Linked DNA regions of Rattus norvegicus: region 1 is linked to region 2. A link is a contact called in public Hi-C data. All regions are on one chromosome and are shown on one strand. The core of a region is the stretch at or near the end of the contact, and the rest is flanking DNA. Distances in the headings are between cores, read along the strand shown.

Region 1 (4,107 bases), core at 431-2,930, 160 kb after region 2:
TAATTGATATCACATAAGATGAAATAAACATGTAGAATGTGTTACTAGAAAACTTCAAAACTTGTACTCAAAGGACCAAGAAGTGTAGGAAAACTGTGTGTAGAACAAATACAAAATGTGTACAATTTTAGCTCTGAAATTGGATTTTTCTGAGTCACACTAGTGTTTCACACTTAGAACCTCTCAGAGAAATCAAGACTCAATAACCTTGATTAATGAAGACACAGCAGCTATCATCTATTCACCGTTCCTAAGAACTTGTACCTATAAGGATTACTGTTTCTACTTGAAAAATGAGAAATGTAAGTCATAATCAAATTCTGAAACTCCACACACACTGCTCAAAGTATCAGTATTCTGGAAAATGGAGCATGACGGGAGCTTATCCCCTTGAGGGCTATGGTTCTCACTCAGCTAATATCAAACTATTATAATGAAATTCTGAGCCTCCACCTCCTACTAGGAGGTTATGGAGACAAACGCTTGAATGGATTTTGGGTCCTCCAAAATGGAACATCGGTGCTTAGTCACTTAGGGAAAGCAGGTAGATATTTCTTCTGCTGTGTATTACTGAATCTCAAAGTGATAACTGTTTTTACCAGTAACAAAGAGTAATTATATTTTAGATACCCCTATTATTCATCATCATCTAACGACAGCAAAAGATCCATATATACAGAATATATGGAAAAGTTCCTGAAATAATTGCAGTCCTTCCAACAGAGTTCCTACATACATGCTAAAGAACCAGAGTGGAATATCTGCATGATCTGAGTCTCTTGACTCCAAAAATAGTGCATTGCCTCATGTCTATATCTCTTCCTAGCCTTAGTATTTGTACTGCATGTTTTCCAAGGTATATGGTGAGAGTCCAATGCTTCCTAATGTACGTAACATAAGAAACACAAGAGTTTTTTATGTTTGTATACATGTGGTATATATGTGTGCACATGTGTGTCCAGGTGTGCTACCATGTACATGGGTGGAAGGCTGGCATTTGTGGTCTGCCTGATTTGATCTTAACCTCAATGTTTTTTTGAGACAACAGTTTCTCATTAAACATGGATCTTTTCCTGCCAAATACAGGATCTTACCATTCCTTTTGATTGTCCACTAGAACTGGAGCAACTCTATTGCTGAAGATACTTCATTACAAGATATAGAGAAATCAAGCTGAAACTGATCTGGAAGCTTCTTTTCTGGATAGCTTTCATAGTGACAAAAGGTGAAATTTAGGCTGCCCTGGGGTGAAAGTCACCAATGTCCTAGCCAACTGTGATCTTGCAAACAACAATGCCAAATCGAATTTGCCCAGCAGAATTGTCCACTGGTACAACAGTGACTGTTATGGTGATACCTAATCGCTGTATGGATTGGACTTGAGGTCTGTCCACAAAAAAGGCATTCGTGCCAAGTACTGTAAACCCAGTCAAAACACTGTAACAGAAAGATTTAGGTCCAGATGGAAACTTACTACAGCTCTTTAGTTAGTTAGAGTCATGGTTTTAAAATTCTTTCTTGGGCTGGAGAGATGGCTCAGCCGTTAAAGGCTAGGCTCACAACCAAAAATAAAATTCTTTCTTGATAGTCATATTTCTTCACAGAGACATGCTACACCTAGACTCACCAGAGCAGCTTCTCTTCGCAGGGAACTGTGGAGTCTGCTGACTCGTGTGCTCACAAGCGATGACTGAGTGCCAAGCCCTACAAACAGGATACTTAAACTGTCCGCTCTAACATCCAGGAAGCACTGCCGAAGAGGGATGGTAGGAAGATATGAGCAGAACGTTATGGGAAGAAAGAATGTAAGAGCTGCAAGATAGAAAAATGGACAGGAAATGCTACCTTCTGAACAAGATAGAGCCACTGCAATCAGGATCTCAGAGCAGTTTTAGTTGCCTGCCTTGGGTATGGGCCTGTCATTCGTCTGTCACAGACTGGGAGATTCACTCGGCCACACCTGACTATGGTGAATTATTAACTCACTAAGGGAGAGGCAGTCATTAACTTCATTTGTGTACTCAGAGTAAGCTCAGAAGGCTCTGATGAATAGTTCAAAACCCACAGCCACGATGATGGGCCTCATTAAGCATAGTGGTTCATAAGACGAAATCCAGACTTTATGAATGTGAGAAATAGACAGGCAAGGGGACAGAATGACAGTGGTGAGAGAACAGGGTGGGGTGCGGGTAACTAGAATGTTTCATATGCGTATTTACAGTTGTCAAAGAAGAAAGGTAATGAATATCAGTAAGAATCATGAAAGAAAACGATGGAAAATATAGAAATGTATAAGAAAAATTACAAGCGACAATAATAATTTGATTGTACAATAATAATCGGCACTACTGTAATTTAAGATAACATTCCAATGAGATGCATGTTTTGAGTGTATGTTTGTATATGCGTGCACATGTGTCCCATTTCTTCTTCAATCATTCTCCATTTTATACTTGAGAGAAGGTTTCACACTGACTTTCAAGCCTGCTGACTAGCCTGGCCTGCAGAATACAGGCGTCCTTCTAATTCTGATTATCAAGCAGACATGCACACCAAATCCAGCTTCTTACAAGGGTGATTTTCAGGATTATGAGGTCAGCACATTACCTACTAAAACATCTTCTAGCCTCCAATAAGGTAAATTTTACTACCAGTTTCATTTTGCCAAATTCGCTTTATTGTACATCACTAAATTGCTTCTTCATCTCACCATTTCTGTGTAGTGTAGAAATGAGCAATTTGTACACTAATTGTTTCTAAAACTAACACATTAATGAATTAAGTAGCACTATATTCCATAGGCTTGATATTATCAACTTTTAAGTAACTTATTATTACTTGTGATTTCATAGATTTTGTTTGATCTAATCTTCTCCTGTGGGAATTCTAATTTTGTATATTGAGAAAGTAGCATTACACAGATTATAAATTTTCTCTGAAATTATAGAGGTTAGCAATTGCTTCTCAAGAGAAACAAAAATGGCATATTTGAATCTAAAACATTAGAGAAAAATGTGCATTACAGTAAAGACAAATTGTTTTAGGAGGCATCCTTCCTTTTGTATTTCCATTCCTGCTACATTTACTGCAGTACTACAATAGTAATATGCGCAATTAAACGTGGGATAAAGTTAAAGTGCTATAAAAGCCCCAACACATATTCCTCAGGAGCCTAATCCAATTCTGTTTGAGGAGTTATCTTCCTTCTATGAACTCTGGTATGCAGAATTACATCATATCCCATGGCTCAGATTATCTACAATTCATAAAATACTTTTAAAAATTGTCATGAAGTAGGTTCTGTTAAATATTCATACAACGCCTCTTCCCTTGGTTCAGTACAGAAACACACTACATATCAATCTGTGCTCCAGCAAGACAGTCGCTTCAATACGGTGAGTTGGGTAAACAGAGGAAGTGTGCTGCGCATAATTTATTTACATTTTAATAAGACCTCAAACAAATGATACCACACAGGAGGTTCAGAGTGAGGCCGAGAAAGGCCTTCCGGTTTGGAAGCTATATTGTTTAATCAATAGAATTACTTATGCACTAGCATAGAATAACAGTTCCATAGGGACAACTATCTTGGTTTGTGAAAAATATAATTTCATGACAACACATAAAGTTGAGAAGAGATAAAATATTGCAAAATATAATAGCATTTGAGAATATGAAATGGGTGCTAAAGTTTAAAATGGTAACCACTAACGAATTAAAAAAAAAAAAACAAAAACAAAAATAAAAGAAACAACCACAAAAAAAAAACCTCTAAAGATAAGTATAAAAGATGAAAACATTGTACTTAATTCAACCAGCATTTCCTTTTAGCATCACTTTTAGTAGATGTGCTAATTTGTATCAGCACACAGATCCCTCCCACTTTACAAGTCGACTTTTTGGTGAATGGTTCTACAGTACTGGACCAGTTCTTTACTGAAAGAAAAGGTTCACAAGGCAAGGCTTTGGCATATTATTCCAATGGAGCATCACCTTTTACTCTGAAGACAACTGCATTTAGCTTAATTGGACCCTTATCAAAGTATTTTTCACAAAAAAAATTAAAGAGTTATGAAAAGGAAGAGACATTATATAAATTAGAAATAC
Region 2 (3,641 bases), core at 215-2,714:
GCGGTCTCTGAAGATGCTGCCTGCCTTTGGGACCCTTTCCGCCTACTGAGTTGCCTAGTTTAGCCTTAATCGGAGAGGAGGTGGCTAGTCTCACTGCAACTTAAAACTCAATCTCTTAACCTGGTCTCCAGTAAGATTCTTGTCACCACTTTTCTCTAGCACTTTATAGACCTTAAATATTGGTTTGGAAAACAGACTAGAATTGGAGTGTCTGCAGATGCTTCTCTCCTAACAGAATGCTACTTCCTTATGAGAAAAGAGTGTTATCACATTAGAAAACGAGTTACAGTGGTTACGAACATGTTATGTGTCCTACTTTCTAAATATAGCCAATAACTATGCACAAATGAAATTATACAGGCTTACAGGTAAAGAAAACTACCTTAGGGCTGGAGAGATGGCTCAGCAGAGATGGCTCAGCAGTTAAGAGCACTGACTGCTCTTCCAGAGGTTCTGAGTTCAATTCCCAGCAACAACATGGTGGCTCACAACCATCTGTAATGAGATCTGATTGCCCTCTTCTGGTGTGTCTGAAGATAACTACAGTATACTCAGATAAATAAAAAATAAATCTTAAAAAAAAAATAAAAAAAAAACTACCTTAACTAACTTATTTGCTTGGGAGATTGGTGGCTTGTGACACAAGTTGGTCACACAGTACAAAAATGAGTATCTCCATCCTCGATCTTTCAGCCTTATTCTAAGCAAGTATTTGTTAATAAACAATTAAGTAATTTTAATCATAATCCCATTTTACAGTGACCAAAAATACAAGGTATGAGGGAAAATTTCCAGGCTCCAGAGTCAACTTCCAAGCACTTGCTGTAACTACCTATTCTGAGATGAAAGACATTTAAGGCATTCACCGCCATTTTTACTGGGATACATCTCCAGTTAATATCCTTTCCCTGGTCTCATGTTAGAACTTGCTGTTGATTCTTTTCATATTCTTGGCCATTTTATTAAGAGGCAGCAAAAGGGAGATCAAAGACTGAAGGAATGAATGGCCAAAAATATTTCTCGAATCAGTGAACCTGAAACACCCTGTCCAATTCTGGCCATCTCTCTTGCCCTTTAGAACTCTGTTTCAAATTAATCTCTTCCAGTTTGGTCCTGTAAACCACCTACTATACCAGGCCAATCACCCAGCAAATCACCGTAACAGACCGATTGTTAATTATTTGCTTTTATTTCTCAACGATATTGCAGGTGATGGATGGTGACCAAATGACAATGAGATGAGATCTTGACATACTTCATGTTTCAGTTAGGTGGAATTTCCCCACTCACAGCTAACAATCGTCCACTCATCATAGATGTAGGTACGTGTTCTATGTAGAAGGTTCTTTCTTTGTTATGATTTTACAAAGGCTAGTCATTTTAACAAACGGACTTCTTCCTATTGGTATTTAAGCCGATAACTGTGAGAAGTCCTGAGAGTGCACTGCATCCTGTGGCACTGGCAGTGATCTTTACTCTCTGACCCTTCTGGTGGACCTTAGTTCTTACTGCTCTATCCAATCTTAAGCCAGCTTGTAATCAACTTAATTTTTAAAGTCTTTGTACACATTAGGTAATATTTGTCCTCTGAACCCCCAGGGGACTGTGGTAACTGCCCAACGAGGAAGCCCTACCCTTCATTATTCAGCAACAGCTTGAAGAGTACTCTAATTCCAACCTTCCGCCCTCTGACAGCCCAGCTGCATCAAAGGCTGTGCTCCCTGTTTGTTTGTTTTTTTCCTGAAACAGAATCGCCATTTCAAACTGAATCATCCATTACTGAAGGATGGACTCTCGGTCCAAAACTTAAAACATGTGAGCCGCAGCAACTCTGAACTGGATTATGACTTATGTCAGAGTCTGGACATCTGCGGTCCCCTCTCCTCCAGCCTCTGGATCCCTGCATGCTGTTCAGGGGACGTTGCTGGCTTCTGAACTGAAGGTTTGAAAATGAAGGCATTCTCTTTTATGGAGAACAGTCCTTCAGCGATTTAAACAAGCAGCTTTGTGATCAAAATAATTCATAAAGGAAAAGATTTATGAAGAGACTTCACGAGCACACAATGCATTTTTTAAACTTTGTTTTTTAAATAAATCTGTCAGTACACAAGCCAAGGCAACACATCTGAATGCAATATCAGTGGACACACCCTGAACTCCTCTTCTGTGCTTGCCTAAGACTGGCGGAAAAGGGAAATACTTCTCTTTGTCTTCTTGTTAAATGCTAGTTTAAAACAAAATTTAAATACTAGTTCCACTCAAAAGCTTTAAGATTTGTACACATTACTACCTTCTCATATAGAAAACGTGTCTTTAATAAACATGTTTTCCATCTACTGCCTGTTCTTACTAAAGAGAGAGAGAGAGAGAGAGAGAGAGAGAGAGAGAGAGAGAGAGAGAGAACCCCACTTGTATGTATCCCTCTGGCATAGGAGCCTGTTCTAATCTCCGTTATCAGGTTTGAATGATAGCTCTGCTCCACGAGTACTGACAGAGCCGTCCTGGTTCTCAGGCTTTCGTTTCTCTCAGTTGGAGAAGGATACAGTGCATTTTCACATTCTCAAAGTCTGCAGTTGTTTTTATATAAGAAGCAATTTGCTTGGGTCAAGTCAGGTCGAATGGGATGCCTGCCCAGCTCTTGGTTTTAAAGGAAAAACATACAGAAAGACACAAAAACACAGCAGTTTCCTTCATTAAATTCCACTCTACCTGCCATGGGCTCCTAGCCACAATGGAATTTCCCACCCTGGCCTAGCCTAGCCTAACTTTTATTTTTAGGGATTTTTTTTTTTCCCCTTTAAATCTTATGAGCTTTCTTTCAAGTGAACTCTGAGGCAAGGTTTATTAAATGATAGAGTAATTGCCTGGCTTTAGAAAAGCAGACTCAAGAAAAAAATGCCAAGTGACCTTCCATAATATTGCTGTATCACCACCCTTTGGATAATAGCCTTTTCAAAAGAAAAAAAAAAAGGTTTAAATGAGCACAACAACACAGCTCTACAATTTAAAATCAAACCTGAATAGGAAAAGAGTGAGTGACTCCAGTGCTATCCTCTACCTAATTGCATTAGATGGTGACAATTTTAGAGAAAACAAGGACTATATCATATATAGGATGAGAGGTGGGAGAAATGAGGAGAGGGAGGGTGGGATCTTTTTAACTTAACTGCAAGAGAATCTTAGAGGAAAAACATGAGAATACATAATATATAGGAGGAGAGGTGGGGGAAAAGGAGAGAAAGAGGGAGGGGGAGAGAGAGGAGCACGCGCGCGCGCGCGCACACACACACACACACACACACACACACACACACACAGAGAGAGAGAGAGAGAGAGAGAGAGAGAGAGAGAGAGAGAGAGAGAGAGAGAGAGCGCACAAACACAAGGTTTTAGGTCTCTCTTTCCTGAAAGCCATTTATGCTTTTGCCATTGCCCACGGGCAACTGATTTAATCAGTATTGTTCATGTGGATTATCTAAACTATGAAAAGCAACAGGGAGAACTTCCCAAGAAACCCAGCCTGGGTCTGTGTGAAATGCTTGCTTGGTTTGTGGCCTAGAGCTAAGGAGAATGATCACATTGTACACTGTATGAAGGGCGCTAGAAAAGAGCTCAGTGCCCCTGCTATGCTTTGTCTCCAA

Evidence for each region. A called contact is a pair of places that touch in the nucleus more often than the background predicts.
Region 1: a Hi-C map of liver shows a contact between it and region 2, with 5 times the contacts expected there. The contact joins two enhancer-like sites. A contact is called at or near these places in 2 of 12 Hi-C or Micro-C datasets (kidney and liver).

The regions. Positions count from the first base shown.
Region 1 is chr11:71,026,486-71,030,592 of GRCr8, forward strand. All of the region lies in intron 3 of Zbtb20 (zinc finger and BTB domain containing 20), which reads right to left. Among named protein-coding and RNA genes, the nearest start is that of Zbtb20, 270 kb to the right of the region's middle. Within about 2 kb of position 1,681, at least 7 of the 93 cell types and tissues checked have an H3K27ac peak or open chromatin away from gene starts, as enhancers often do. A contact at or near this core is called in kidney and liver, where this site is marked.
Region 2 is chr11:70,867,602-70,871,242 of GRCr8, forward strand. The region is part of intron 5 of Zbtb20 (zinc finger and BTB domain containing 20); the gene reads right to left. Among named protein-coding and RNA genes, the nearest start is that of Mir568, 310 kb to the left of the region's middle. Within about 2 kb of position 1,465, at least 35 of the 93 cell types and tissues checked have an H3K27ac peak or open chromatin away from gene starts, as enhancers often do. A contact at or near this core is called in kidney and liver, where this site is marked.